Regions from separate parts of the Mus musculus genome. Here region 1 is linked to region 2. Evidence: chromatin contacts called from public Hi-C data. All regions are on one chromosome and are shown on one strand. Each heading gives the region's core, a stretch centred on a gene start, on an enhancer-like site or on the middle of the called end of the contact. The rest is flanking DNA. Distances are from core to core; before and after follow the strand shown.

Region 1 (3,186 bases), core at 29-2,528, 76 kb before region 2:
AGTCTGTCTTTTTGTAGAGTTTACAACCCTCCTCAATCAAGTCTATGGAAAAAAATTATTTATAAAATGTATTTTTAATCATAAGTTGTTGAAATTAAAACTCTTCTAAAATGCACTTAACATTTTCATTTGGCCACATAGGGCCACTCTCTGTTGGGAGAAACTGACAATTTACCTAATCTCAGAGGCTGGTTCTTGGGAATGGCTTCCTTGGATACTCAGGGGTCATAGGTAGGTTTCACATTCTCCCAACCCCTTGCCCTGTCACAACCCAGAGCATTGCTAGAATAGTGAACGACGTGGTGTGGAAAGGCTAAGAGAGCGGGTGAAAGGCAGGGGAGCTAACATAGTCCTGGCTCTACCCAGCAGCCATTGTCCTACACCTTCTCTATGGAGCAGCTCTAGGGAGGGAAGAGCAGTAAGGGTTCTTTCTTGGCAGGGAACCAACACATACTACACCCCAGTGGGCTCTAGGAGAAAGAATAACTATGGTGTGCTCAAGGTGCATCCTCTTGACCCCATAAGAGACAGGCTGCATGCTGAGAAGACAAGAGCCGCCTCTGGCCAGGGTCTTTCAGGAACATCATACCTGTTTCCTATGTGCTAATGTTGGAAACTACAGACATTTGGATTGCGTGTTATGAACCCAGATCCCAAGGCCACTGAGATAGAATTTAAGGGAACAAGTCCATAGTCATTGCTGTGAGTCAACCTTCCCATCCATCTCCGTGAAACCGAAGACCTGTGGGAGGCTTTGCACTGCTCTGGACATTCATAGGGTCGCCTCTCTTTAGATATGCACTCTGTACGGCCAATGCCAGGTAAGATGACAGATTTTCCTGCTAGTTTAGAGAGCCCTTCTCCTTGAGTGTGTGTAGGTCCTGTGCCTTGCTTCCAATCAAGAAGTCACTGAATGAATGTGGTGTGCGTAGTCTTGTGTGTGGTTATCAGCTCCTATTGGACTAGTTCACATCTCAACTTGAATCTTCGCCGCTTGCTGGCTTTGAGGACTTAACCACCAGAGTCCAACACTGCAAGGAAATAGAGGTGGCCTTTTGGACCTAAAGGTAGCCAGCAGCTAACACAGCCAGAAGGAAACAACTCTAGTTCTGCCGGTAGCCACAGAGAACTGGATTCTGCCAGCAGCCTAACAGTGGAGAACAGGGTACAAAGGGTCCCCGAATGGCTAATGTTTTGAAGGTTTGGTCCCCAGGGCATCAGTGTTTGGAGGTAGGGAACCAGCAGATGAGCTGGAGCATGAATGATTAAACCGTTGACAAACTCATACTTTGATGAAATATGAGGAAGTGGTAGAAACCTTAGGAGGTGGAGCCTGTTTAAAGAAAGCAGTTCTTTGGGGGGGTGGGGGGGTCCTTCAAAGGTATGTCTGGGCCTGGCCCCTTCAGCAATCCTTGACTCATGGCTGCCATGCACAGAGCAGTTTTGCACCAGACAGTCCCCTTTGCTCCCCCCTCCCAAAAAACAATTGTCAAATGGCCATGTGCAGGGACTGCCAAAGTTGTTAGTATCTTTAGATTGTTTTCTGAGATATTTTGTCACCGCAACAGAAAGCTGACAAGAATCAGTCCTCGGGGGAGCCTCAGAAGGACCATAGCCCCAACTGCCTTGGCTGCAGCTTTGAACACCAAGCAGAGGTCCCTGGGCCATGCCAGGCAACTGGCACACTGAAGCAGATAGTACATGGGTGCTGTTTTAAGAGATACTAGGTTTGTGGTAACTCCGTTGAACAACAACAGATATGTGCAGCCACATAGCCCGCCAGCGCCCATAAATACCCTCTTCCTGTCAGGGTATGGTTCATAGGTTTTTAATGGGCATTCACAGAAGGAAAAGTGACTCCACGGGCTTTTCTGGGAACACACCCCATTTCCTTGGCTGGGAACAACTGTCAAGATACTAGGCACTGCACTAATAAAACTTCTCTGAACATTTTTTTCCCCAAACTCCTATCTCTCTCCCCATCTTCCCCTTTTGAGACAGGGTTTAATATGCCTAGGTTGACCTCAAAGTCACTATAGATGAAGATGACCTTGAACTACTGATCCTCCTGCTTCTACCTCCTGAGTGCTGGGCTTACAGGCCTGCCTCACCACTCCTCCTTTATGCAGGGCTAGGGATTGAACCCAGGGCCTAGTGTATGCTGAATCAGCATCCTACCAGCTGAACTATATCCTCAACTAGTTTCCCCTTAAGGAATTTTATTTCCATGGGGATGGAGCCCAGTGACCCATAGCTGGAGGCTGCCTCATGCCTAACCAAGAATGGATCAGACATCCAGCCTCATCTGAACTCCTGGAGTAGGATGCTGTGAATGTCTACCAGTCGCCTTGCCATTTTGACTCCTTAGTGCACTTGCAGAGGCGGCCAAGGTGCAAGTGCACTTGTCTCACCCTCTGCAAAGGCTCCCACCTATGTGTAAATCTGAACTGAAGCCATCTGCCAATCCCCTGATCCTTTGTCATCTGATAACTATCTCTTGCTCAGAGCAAGTCATCATTTCTGTGACTGGAGAAACCAAAGGACACCAGATCACGGAGAGAAAACACAGCTAAGGACTTCAGAATACCTACCTCGCCAGGACTTGTCATGATGGTCAACTGGTAGAGAAGCAGGTAGGAGACAACATGAGGTTCCAGCCAAGACATCCGAGGTCTGCTTAGATCCTGTAGACGGTCCCAGGTTTATGCCTTGCATTATGACTGTGGGGCTTCATGATAGCATAAAAGTGGTAGGCATTCATCAGAAGCAGGACTTTAGGGTTTTGAATCTGGATCATGTCCTGGGCTAGTAATAGGCATTGCAGTGGTCTCTTATACTGGGCATTGCTTGCTGCACCTCCCAGGCTCGTGCGATTGTGAAGGAATCCAGATGTTTTCCCCCAGAGCATTGCTCTGCTGATCTGTGATGCTGTTGGAAGATTTAACATATTATTCATTTTCATCTTAGGCTAGGATGGTCGACCAGGATGTAAGCAGAGGCATCTGCGTGTGCAACTTTTTAAAAGTCTGCATTCGATTTTACACATAGACATTTTGGTCCTGTTGTACAAAACTCATTTGCTTTGCTGTTTCATACAATATTCTCTATGTGAAAATTCTTCCCAAGTTTTATCATGAGTGAAAATATTTTTAGGGCTGGGGAAGCACCTCAGTAGTATGCGTGGCT
Region 2 (3,665 bases), core at 837-3,336:
TACTTATGCTCAGCAGAGGAGAGAGCAAGCGCATCATCAGGATCAACAGCTTATTGCATGATATTAAATGCCGGGGAGAAATATGAACCCAGGAGGGGGGCCAGGGAGTGATATCGTTAGTGATGACAATAAGAAAGGCCTGCATTTTTAAGTATAAGGGCATCAAAATGCTACACTGTGGTGAGATTTGTCTGAAGATATTATAGAAGTGGAGGAATAAGCCACATCAATACTCAGGAGTGACTTCAGACAGAGCACTCCTGATAAAACAAGGAAGTAATATGGCCTGCAGCCCGGTGTACCTGGGAGTTTCTTGAGCAAACAAAAACTGTAAAAGGTGAGGTATTAAGCATAACTGAGATCCAGGCAGGCTAGGAAAATTCTGACAAAGCAAAACAAAACAAAACAAAACAAAACAAAACAAAAAGACCTATCGGCACTAAGAAGCAAATTCAACAACAGGGATGCTTTGTCTGTTTTGTTCATGAAGAATAGAGCCCAATTTCCGGGACACATTTACAACACATTTACTGGATGGATGAATGGAATCTCGGCTTTGCCACTCAGCTGCTCTCTAGCGTGTGACTAGATTGTCTTGAGTGTCCGTTCTCACTTTTAAAATTAGAAATAATTACTCTTACCTAGCTCACAAGTGAGTAGTGAAGACCAAGACTGGGAGATTTCTAAGAAGGGTAAGCTAGCTCTTCACGTTATAACTGAAGAAAGCAGCCATGGCAACTATCATTAACAACAGTCTATCTTGCCCCACCAACCTCAACCTCTAAAATCATCCTCTCCCTTCTGATGTCATGGAACCTGAGCTGGGTTATTTCCCTCTTAGCATGGAGGAGTAAAGCTAAGCTCTCACAGGCTTTTATTAATGAGTGACAGTAATTAAGAAATGAGGCCTACTCTTACTGACGTTTGAGCCTGAGAAAAATAATGAGAGACTGTTTCATGTAAAGAGTCTATGTTCTTTCATAGTAATTCAGGCTCCCTGCACATCATTTTTCATTTCTTTTAAAATGCAAGAACTCCCAATAAAAACACCTCAGCATGTTATTTTCCACTTAAACCTACACCAAACTGGTTGAAGAAGAAAAATAGAGAGCTATGAAGAACACTCTTGGGATTGGGGAATTTTTTTTTTTTTAAAGAGTCCAAGCAATGTGACAACCTCAAACTGCTTGAAAAAAAAAAATCAATCTACTTCTAGCATAACTTGAATTAGAGACTGTGTCAGTTTACTCTCCTGTAGATGGGGATTTCTTTTGCTTAAAAACTTTGAAGCTGGGATAAAAAGGTGCACATAAATGCATGTAGCACACGCTAAACATTTGCTAGGATTGAAGAAGCCTGAAAATATTAAGTTGTAATCTATTCAATGCCAGTTATAAGTCTTTAGAGTAGTCACAATCAAAAGGGACAAATTCTTAGTTCTCTTGGCTTTTATAGCTTCCCCTTTGGCCTCCTCTGTCCTCTGGGACTAATCTAGCCCTTCTCAGAATAGAATCCTTGGGGATTTTGCAGATGGTACCACGGAGCGCCCTTCCTCCTGCCTCCACAGCCTTGATGCTTTCAAGGAGTAGGAAGGATGTGGGTAGCAACAAGAGCTAAGACAAGGTGGAGAGAAGGCGGCAGCCTAGGCGCTAGGGCTGATAATTTCTCAACAGAATCTCTCAGACTCCAGGCTAAGGTCTAAGGCTGGCTGTGCTATCTGAGGTGTGTCACCTGACACCTTACAGGTTCCAGCCGACTTAGGCACCGGTGCGTGACGCCCAGCCGCCGAATGGAGGCGACAGGAGGGCCCGGCCTCGCTCTGCGGCCACCGCAAAGGACAAGCAGCATCTTTCTTAGTGTGGCCAAGGCCCAGATCCTGCTGTCCTCGCGGAACCGCCTCACCTGGCCGCGGCTTACGTCCCCACCGCCGCCCACGTCCAGCCGCGCTCACCTGCGAGCCCAGGCCCGGGCCCTCCATCACGACCCGCGCCCGCTCGGCCGCGGCTCCAGCGCAAAGTGGCGGCCGCGGCTCTCCAAGCACGCCTCAGCCGCCTCTCGCCCACTTCCGGCTCGCGCTCCGCCCTCCTAACTGCGCGCATCCTAGGGCTGTCAATCCGCCACGAGAAGCCAATCCCCGATCTCTCTCTCACGGGGGCGGGACTTTCTCACCTCTAGAGAACTGCCGGTCATCCCCGCCCCCTGCCCCGCCCCCGCTATGTTCTTTCCTTCAGCCCCACCCTTGGCACCACTTAGGGTTCCCACTCAGAAGGCTCTACAGGTGCAGGTTCAGGCTGTTGTTATTCCAACGTCCCCGAGTGGGCTACCCCAAAGCTAGCTGTCCTTGTGGAGTTCTCTCCCTCACCTCAATCTTCTCAACTGTGAGTCAAGAACAAACTTCATGTAAGCGTTTGGAAAATTAACTGAGGAAAAGTATTTACAGTCCCACAGCAGGGGTTTTGGCAGATGAAGAGCATCCTGCCTCATGGACAACCTCACAGATGTTAGCTGTTCTAGGCATTGGGAGTTCCTAACTGCTGCTCTTCAGTCATGTGCTCTTGAGCAAGATACTTTTAGCATCAGGGCCTGGTTCCTCATAGAAAGCAGAAGATGTGAGCGGTGGTAAAGGCACTTGCCAACAAGTGTTACGACCTGAGTTTGTTCTCCTGGATCATGGTGGGAAGGGAAAAGTCTTGATGCTTTCCACTGATTCTTACACACACACACACACACACACACACACACACACACACACACACACACAGCTCGTTCACCATGCCACCTCCACACACAAGTAAATTAATAAATGAAACAAAAATACGTTTTAACAAAAAAGAAAGCAGAAAATATGAGAGTTCCACAGGGAGGGTGGAGATATAACTGAATAAGCCTCTCCAGTCCCTTTTGGTAGACTGCATGGAGGAGAGGGCATATAAGTCTTGCACACATTGGTGGGCTATGAAACAAGAATACTCTTGGTTCTTACCAGTGGGGAGCTCTCTCCTACCTCAGTGTCCAGAAAACAATAGGGCTTTCCTGAGCCTGGACTCAACTCCGTTCTTTGTGATAATTCCTTGATGTGTCTGTTACCAAGCCCAGCTTGGTTAGATCCTTAGAGGCTAAGTCAGAATTAATATTGTGACTCTATGAAACCATGAAATAAGTGTCTGGAAATAAAGTGCTGGGTTACCCATGAAAAAATATTACCCTGAAACAGTAAAATTATAAGTGTATTATTATGGTCAGTGGCCCTACTTATTGGGCACACCATAGATTACCCATAAAGCCTACACCCACTGAAGATGGGAAACACTGTGTTTGTCTAGGAACTCCCAGTGCCCAGAACAGCACCGAGACCTAGAAACTATTTACCATAATTACAGTGACTAGATGGGTGGATGTACGAATGTGTCATCAACTTTTATGATGCTACGCAGAGCAAACTGAGTGACAAATCGAAGGATGGGCAAGTGACTTCCTCCAGAGCAAGAGGAAAGGCAGGTGGTTTGGATAACATAGGATGAAGCCTGGGGAGGCTCTCCAAGATGAGAGATCCTTGTAATGTAGTCACTGCCTGATCATTACCTAATCTGGTGTCTGTTTATTGATCACTTAGCGTGCATTAGCAACTGTACTGGTGCTCTGCATACGTTATATCTAATCCATGG

Evidence for each region. A called contact is a pair of places that touch in the nucleus more often than the background predicts.
Region 1: a Hi-C map of granulocyte-monocyte progenitors shows a contact between it and region 2, with 2.5 times the contacts expected there. The contact joins the enhancer-like site here to the promoter of Zdhhc13 in region 2. A contact is called at or near these places in 4 of 39 promoter capture datasets (HPC-7-derived erythroid cells, erythroid cells, neural stem cells and 1 more), 3 of 15 datasets of contacts at CTCF or cohesin (the NIH/3T3 cell line, large pre-B cells and pro-B cells), 47 of 484 Hi-C or Micro-C datasets (B cells, CD4 T cells, CD8 T cells and 32 more), 16 of 115 datasets of contacts at active chromatin or transcription factors (the 230-238 cell line, the HPC-7 cell line, astrocytes and 11 more) and 3 of 9 other capture datasets (adipose tissue, embryonic stem cells and liver).

Annotation. Positions count from the first base shown.
Region 1 is chr7:48,863,358-48,866,543 of GRCm38.p6, reverse strand. It overlaps E2f8 (E2F transcription factor 8), which reads left to right. Exons shown (of 13, transcript NM_001013368.5): 13 at 1-115. Among named protein-coding and RNA genes, the nearest start is that of E2f8, 16 kb to the left of the region's middle. Within about 2 kb of position 1,278, at least 26 of the 459 cell types and tissues checked have an H3K27ac peak or open chromatin away from gene starts, as enhancers often do. A contact at or near this core is called in the 230-238 cell line, the G1E-ER4 cell line, the HPC-7 cell line and 6 more, where this site is marked.
Region 2 is chr7:48,787,424-48,791,088 of GRCm38.p6, reverse strand. It overlaps Zdhhc13 (zinc finger, DHHC domain containing 13), which reads right to left and starts at 2,086. Exons shown (of 17, transcript NM_028031.3): 1 at 1,952-2,086. The coding sequence starts at 1,978.